Linked DNA regions of Gossypium hirsutum: region 2 is linked to region 1. A link is a contact called in public Hi-C data. All regions are on one chromosome and are shown on one strand. Each heading gives the region's core, a stretch centred on a gene start, on an enhancer-like site or on the middle of the called end of the contact. The rest is flanking DNA. Distances are from core to core; before and after follow the strand shown. Region 1 holds the start of LOC107901115 (GATA transcription factor 21). Region 2 holds the start of LOC121202967.

Region 1 (3,429 bases), core at 497-2,996:
ATGTGTACGTATATGTATATATTATAAAATGCATGTATGTACACATGCATATATAACAAAATTTGAAATTTAAAGGCATAAAAAGTAAATAATAATGATACAAGATTAATGATGCTACATAATAGTATTAATAATATTAATTTAATTAATTTAATAATAAAAAAACTAAAATAACAAATAGATGATTAAATAGCATCGACCAATGAATTTAAAACAAAGAGTATAAAAAAAATAAGGCAAAATAAAATGTAAACAAATTTGAAAATAATGAATTTGAAAATGAATAATAAGGGAAAAATAGATTTGAAATCAACAATATACAAATCAATAAATAAATTATACACAGATCAACAAAATAAAAACAAATCACAGAAAATAAGAACGCAAGAGAGAGAGAAATTTGAGTGAATACTCTTAAGAATTATTATTACTCCCAAATCAAGTGTTTTACAATGAAGGGAGGCCTCTATTTATAGTTGAGCCTCCCCAAATCTAACAGTACAGATCAATTACATCAACGACTAAGATTAAAGAGTATCTACAAATTAAATTTCTAATATTACAAAATCATATCTTCTAAGATTGCATATCATATCTAAGATTGCATATATCATATTTAAGATTGCATATCATATCTAATATTGCTTATCCTTGAAGATTATGTTTCCATAAGCTTGTAGATGGACCTTCAACCTTTTCAAGTAATGGGCCATTCCGATCGGGCCAAATGATATAATTTTGTACTGGACTTGGACTTTGTTTTATTATTTTGGGTTTATTATTTTTTTGCGAGCCCGGACTAAATTAGCCTATTACAATAAGTTTCCCCGAAATAATATGATCTTCATTGATTAACTAAATATAATTTACAATCTTAGCTCAACTTAAAGATATGATTCAATAAATTGTCAATTTCCTAATATGACAAGTTACTGCAGTGATAAAAGAAGTGAGCACTTCCTCAAATATATCTCAACAACTCCAAATATTTCAAGATAGAACTATCTTGGTTGCTTAGCTAGCTTAAATATTCTGTTTTCTTTTTCTCAATTTTAACAAATGATATATAAATTATATATGGCCAGCTGCTGCCTTCTAAACGTTTCCTAGGTGAAAGGGAAATATGTATGTAAAGTTATATGTAAAAATGAAATTATATAAGGAGCATGATATCGTCAGTGTGAAAGAACATGTATTAATTCTAAGATTCGTGATTATGGCAATTGGCAAAGTTGTGGGGTGCTGCATTTGTCTCTTGCCTGAACAATGCATTGAATGTTTTTTGGCAAGACTAAGGTAGTGAAGAATGGAGATATATCACATGTATACATATATGTCTTTCTCATGAAAACTGTAGCCCTTCTCTTCTAGTACTCATATTTATGTATGCACCGCATGCTCCAATTTTCCTTATATAAAATATACCCTCATATAGAACTAATACTACAATTTATATATCTGAAGATATAATGCTCTTTGTATTCTCTGACTGTATCATGCGTCACCATATCTGTCATCTTACTAGCAAATTCTAGGTATATACTAGTAAAGAAAAAGGCTTAGCCAATTTAATCCTATGGTTCACCATAATGCTAATTTACAGTTTAATAAAGATTCATAGAGAAATTAAATTATATTGTGTTATTATAATACTTGTAATTAAGATTAGAATTTCTGTGAAGATGATCAGATTTTTTGGGTCAATAAATTTGATATATATTGTATATAGTACTAACATGAAGGTCACAATCTGTGAGAAGATCACAATTGGGATCAAATTTTGTTTTATATGTTTAAATTAATGAAATATTATATGATTAATTTGTGTGGCTACCATTAAATATTGAAAGAAGTCTATCTTTTCTGTTCTTTCGAAATGACATCAAAAGGTGAGTAAAAAATTCCTGCAGATAGGGTTTTTTTAAATTTATTATTATTCCTTTAAATATTTCTGAATAGGATGGAGCAGTAGCATAGCATTCCATACTTCTCCAGCATAGCATTCCATACTTCTCCTTTTATTTCCTTTTTGTCTTTTTTAAACATGTTGGCTCAGGTCTCTCATATATTCAAATCACGTGAACCTCTTATTTCTTTGCTCTCCCTCTCTCTCTAAACTGGTTTACCCTTCAATAGCATAATACCCCTCCTTTTTTTCTTTGCCCTTTTTTTTTCGATCCTCCACCTTTACTGGACAACACCAACAACATATCATTGCTGTTCATCACCTGATCTCTCTCCCTAATGTCTTCTAGTAATTGCTATTCATCCCTTTATCCTTTTCCTTTTGACCTTAACGAAGATGATCAACACCAACACCACCACCTTTTTACATTTAAATCTCAACCTTCTTCATCTTCTTCTTCCTCAACTGTTCATCACCTAGCAGCAGGTTCTTGTCAAAGGGAACCCCAGGAGTTTCAAGATCAGGTGATATTATAATTACCACTTCACTCTTTTATTTTATTAAAATTTAATGTGACGATCACTTAGGGTTATGATATGATCTTTTTTTTTAGGCTAAGATATATGTTTCAAAAGATGGGGCATTGGAGAACAGTGACTGCGGACTCAAGTTATCATTATGGAAAAAAGAAGAAAGGGTCGAAAGTGATCATCACCATGAGGACAGTTCTACTAAGTGGATGCCTTCAAAGCTGAGAATTTTGAGGAAGATGATGAGTTCCCATCACACCGATTTATCGAAAAGCTCTTCGCCGAAAATCGAAGACCAGAAGCTTCAGAATCAGCCCTCACCATCTCCAGATAACAGCTGCAACTCTTCCTACAATAATGATATCAACAACAGTCCAATTAGGGTTTGTGCTGATTGCAACACAACTAAGACTCCTCTTTGGAGGAGTGGTCCTAGAGGTCCCAAGGTATAGTTGAATTTCCACTCTTTTCTAATCAATACCCTATACAATTGCTACATAAGTTTTGAGATAATTAACTGACTTTTTTTTTTCATTCTGTTTTTCACCTTTTGGTCGCACTGCAGTCTCTTTGCAACGCCTGCGGAATTCGACAAAGAAAAGCGAGACGAGCAATGGCTGCAGCGGCGGCGGCAACAGCGTCCAATGGAACTATTGTTACAGCTGAGACAACGACAAGCATGAAGAATAAGGTTCAAAACAAGGCCAAGAGATCAAGTAATGGTTGTGTTGCAAAGTTAAAGAACAAAAAGTGCAAACTCAGTTCCCAACCCCAAGGTAGAAACAAGCTTTGTTTTGAGGACTTGAGGATAATATTGAGCAAGAGCTCGGCTTTTCATGGAGTTTTCCCTCAGGATGAGAAAGAAGCCGCGATCCTACTGATGGCCTTATCGTATGGACTTGTTCATGGTTGAATTTCGCAAAGTCGCTAGGCTAGCTTTTATGTTGTTGGTTTTATTCTTAATTAGCTTTAATAATAATGTTATAGTAACTG
Region 2 (3,310 bases), core at 483-2,982, 190 kb before region 1:
AATACCAAACCATTTGCAAAGGAAAACTATTTCAACATCGAAACACCACCTGCACATATATTTCATGACCGATTCAGTTACAGAGTTTTTCACAGGGATCAGAGCAAGGACCAATAGAGAATTGAAAACAAAGTTAGTCCAAAGTGTGTCCAAAATGAGGGACATGAATCCTTCAGGTTTCAATGGAAAGAGAATTGAAATTTTCTATACAAAATTACTTGGCAAATCTTTTCAGAACAGTGGATATACGGAAGGATGAAACTAACTTGAATATGAATACCTATTACTAAAAAGATGACTTAATTCCCTTTGTCATTATTTCTTTCACAACAACGAAAAACCGAATTTCCATTACGAGTTCACCTCCATCCACTACTTTTTAATCTTCTATTGTCTATTTCTCCTTACTAGATGTTTAGCTGTAAACAGGAAACACAGAAAAGTACCAGAGTATTCAATGCGAAAATGAGCATGTCGATGGCAAGACAGTGATCTAAGCATGTAGTTTAGATTTGCTTTGATGTCTTAATGACAGGATAAGCAAGTAGTAATGCTTAAGGATAGGTGTTCAATAGTGTCTCTGAGATCACCTTTTCAACCGGATATTGGTAAAAAGCTTCCTTGCTGCAAACCTAGTAAACATCTTAAAACCACACTGCATTTTATGAAGAAACTCCAGATCAGGAAAATGTTAATAAAGAATTCAATATATTATGTTAGTAATATAAAAGATATGCTTCTTGGGCCAAAAAAAGAAACAGAAATCCATACAATGAAGGAACATACCTGCGTATCACGAATTCCAGGACCAGCAGCCAAGAGAACCACAAGATTGTTTAAAATTTGACATTTTTTTAATTGATATTCCCTTTTAACATTTCACTACCATGTAATAGTTAAGGTTGTTTAAAATGAATTGGACCGGTCAATTAAATCAAATTTGTTTATCAAATTAATTAGATTGGGAACTAGTTGAGTATTGATACAGAGAAGGCATTAAACCAATTGATTCGAGAATTAGTACCTATCAATTAAATTGAAAAAAAAACACAATTGAACCCGATGATTGAAGCTAATTTTAACTATTTTTTAATAATTTATTTAATGGAATAGAATAGATTAAAATTAGAGGTGTGCATGGGCCGGGCCAGGCAGGGTTCAACTAAAAATTCAGGCTTATTTGCTAGGCCTGGGCCCGGCCTAGCCCCAAAAAGTGGGCCTAAAATTTTTCCCAAGCCCAACCCAGATAAAAATGCTAAAACCCGGGCCTGCCCCGACCCACCTATATTTATTTTTATATTATTTTTATATAATTTTAAAATATATAATACATCAAAAATACTAAAAACATCAAAATAAATATTTCTCAACAATTTAAAAAATATGTATACTTAAATAACATTAAGATAAATGTAACTTAACAAGCAAATGTCTCTAAAATAATAACAAAATTAATAATAAAATAAGTTTTATACAATATTCAAATAATAATAACAAAATAGTAGTAATATAATAGTATAATGGTAGTAAAATAAGGAGAAAACAACAAAAAAATAACATTATAAAAAAAAGTAATTTTATTTTGTCCTTTAGTGAATTTAGGCCGAGCTAGGTCAAGCCCGATATCTTATCTGAGGCCCAACCTACTTTTTAAATAGGCTTTATCTTTTTTTTTGTCCAAATTCATTTTTTAAGCCTATATTTTACTCAAATCCTATCATATTTTACTCAAATCCTATGATATTTTGAACGAGCTTCAAGCCGAGCCGGATGGCTCAACGAAGGTCTAATTAAAACTCATGGCATCACGGATTCAATCTGAAACCTTTCCTATATCCCAATCCATTTACAGGACTTGCCTTATTAAGCACGACAGAAGAAAGAGGCCAACCAGAGGTACAAAGAAATGGCCACCATTTCCCTTAACTTTGATTCATTGACACTGCTCTCAAATTTATAACTTATCCTAAATCTCCTTTTCCACAGGTACGAACACCATTCATATCTTCCTCCTGTCGACGTATCTCCAAACCAAACTCTACAATCTCGACGATGGCTCACTCTCATTCTACCCAAAACCCAGGTCCCAAATTATTAGTATTCCCTTTCTTTTATAACTTTATTATGGTTCCATTTTGTTTTTAATGTAAAGAACTTTGAAAATAAAATAAAAAAAGGACCCTTTTTTTTTCTTTCTAAATTTTAGTGATTGAGCAGCAGAGAATGATAATTCCGAACAAGCATGGTGAAAAACTGGTGGGATTATTGCATGAAACAGAGTCTAAAGAGATTGTAATCTTATGCCATGGTTTCAGATCCAGAAAGGTCAGTTGGGTCATTTCATCTCTTTCACTTGCTTTCAGTAGCAAATATATTTGGTGAAAATGTCTGTTCATGGAGGAATAGTAATAACTTATGGAAAGCAGCTCACTTAATTCTACTTCAGGATTACAATACTATGACGAACCTTGCCGCTGCTTTAGAAATAGAAGGAATCAGTGTCTTCCGTTTCGATTTTGCTGGAAACGGGTGAGTTGATTAAAATCTAATGTTACTCGGACTCTGGTGCGAGTGTCGGACATTGTATATGTCCAACACGGGTATGTTTAGATTTTTCTAAGTTTTTCTTTAATGTAGTTGGAGGGTTCTTGGTATTATCTCCACATTCAAGGGTCGGGTACGAGTGTTGGTCACGGTAGAAGAGTAGGAGCAACAAAGTTAAAATATGTAGAGATTTTAAGAGATGATTTTTCTTGGATTGGCAAATATGTATTATGCAGCATAGTTCTTACTTTCTATGTCTATTGCTGCTGCAGGAGTGTGTGTTTTGTTCACTTTGTTTCATAGTTGTGACTTATTTTGGGATCTATTTTTCAGAGAAAGTGAAGGTTCATTTCAGTATGGTAACTATTACCGAGAAGCTGATGATTTACACGCTGTAATTCAACACTTCTCAGGGGAAAGTCATGTCGTAAGTGCAATTCTTGGGCATAGTAAAGGTGAGTATCCCAGTGTTTCTTACTCGAACTTTTCTGAACTAGTTAAAATAGAGAATGGTTTTGCTCTGCACTGTAGAAATTGTAAGTTCTCTAAGAAGAAACTAAGTTGTTGAAGACTATATCTTAACTTACATTCTAATCACTGAGTTATTTTCAGGATGGATCTTAGCAATATCCTTTTTTCTTATAATGTTTTGATCATTAATACACGGAATAAGTAATGTAACCAAGCTAACATTACTGTTTAAGTGTTATATCACTGGAATAATGTAATCCAGGGGGGAATTTTGGTGCTTCTTTATGCTTCGAAG

Evidence for each region. Hi-C and Micro-C count contacts between places; a contact is called where the count stands out from the background.
Region 2: a Hi-C map of leaf shows a contact between it and region 1, with 2.6 times the contacts expected there. The contact joins the promoter of LOC121202967 here to the promoter of LOC107901115 in region 1. A contact is called at or near these places in 2 of 34 Hi-C or Micro-C datasets (both in leaf).

What each region holds. Positions count from the first base shown.
Region 1 is chrD06:13,283,397-13,286,825 of Gossypium_hirsutum_v2.1, reverse strand. LOC107901115 (GATA transcription factor 21) reads left to right here and starts at 1,746. Exons shown (of 3, transcript XM_016826992.2): 1 at 1,746-2,430; 2 at 2,520-2,882; 3 at 3,002-3,429. The coding sequence starts at 2,245. The coding sequence ends at 3,349.
Region 2 is chrD06:13,468,566-13,471,875 of Gossypium_hirsutum_v2.1, reverse strand. It overlaps LOC121202967, which reads left to right and starts at 1,732. Exons shown (of 8, transcript XM_041095727.1): 1 at 1,732-1,896; 2 at 1,987-2,083; 3 at 2,221-2,325; 4 at 2,447-2,529; 5 at 2,878-2,999. The coding sequence starts at 2,224. All of the region lies in intron 8 of LOC107901105 (CRM-domain containing factor CFM3A, chloroplastic/mitochondrial), which reads right to left.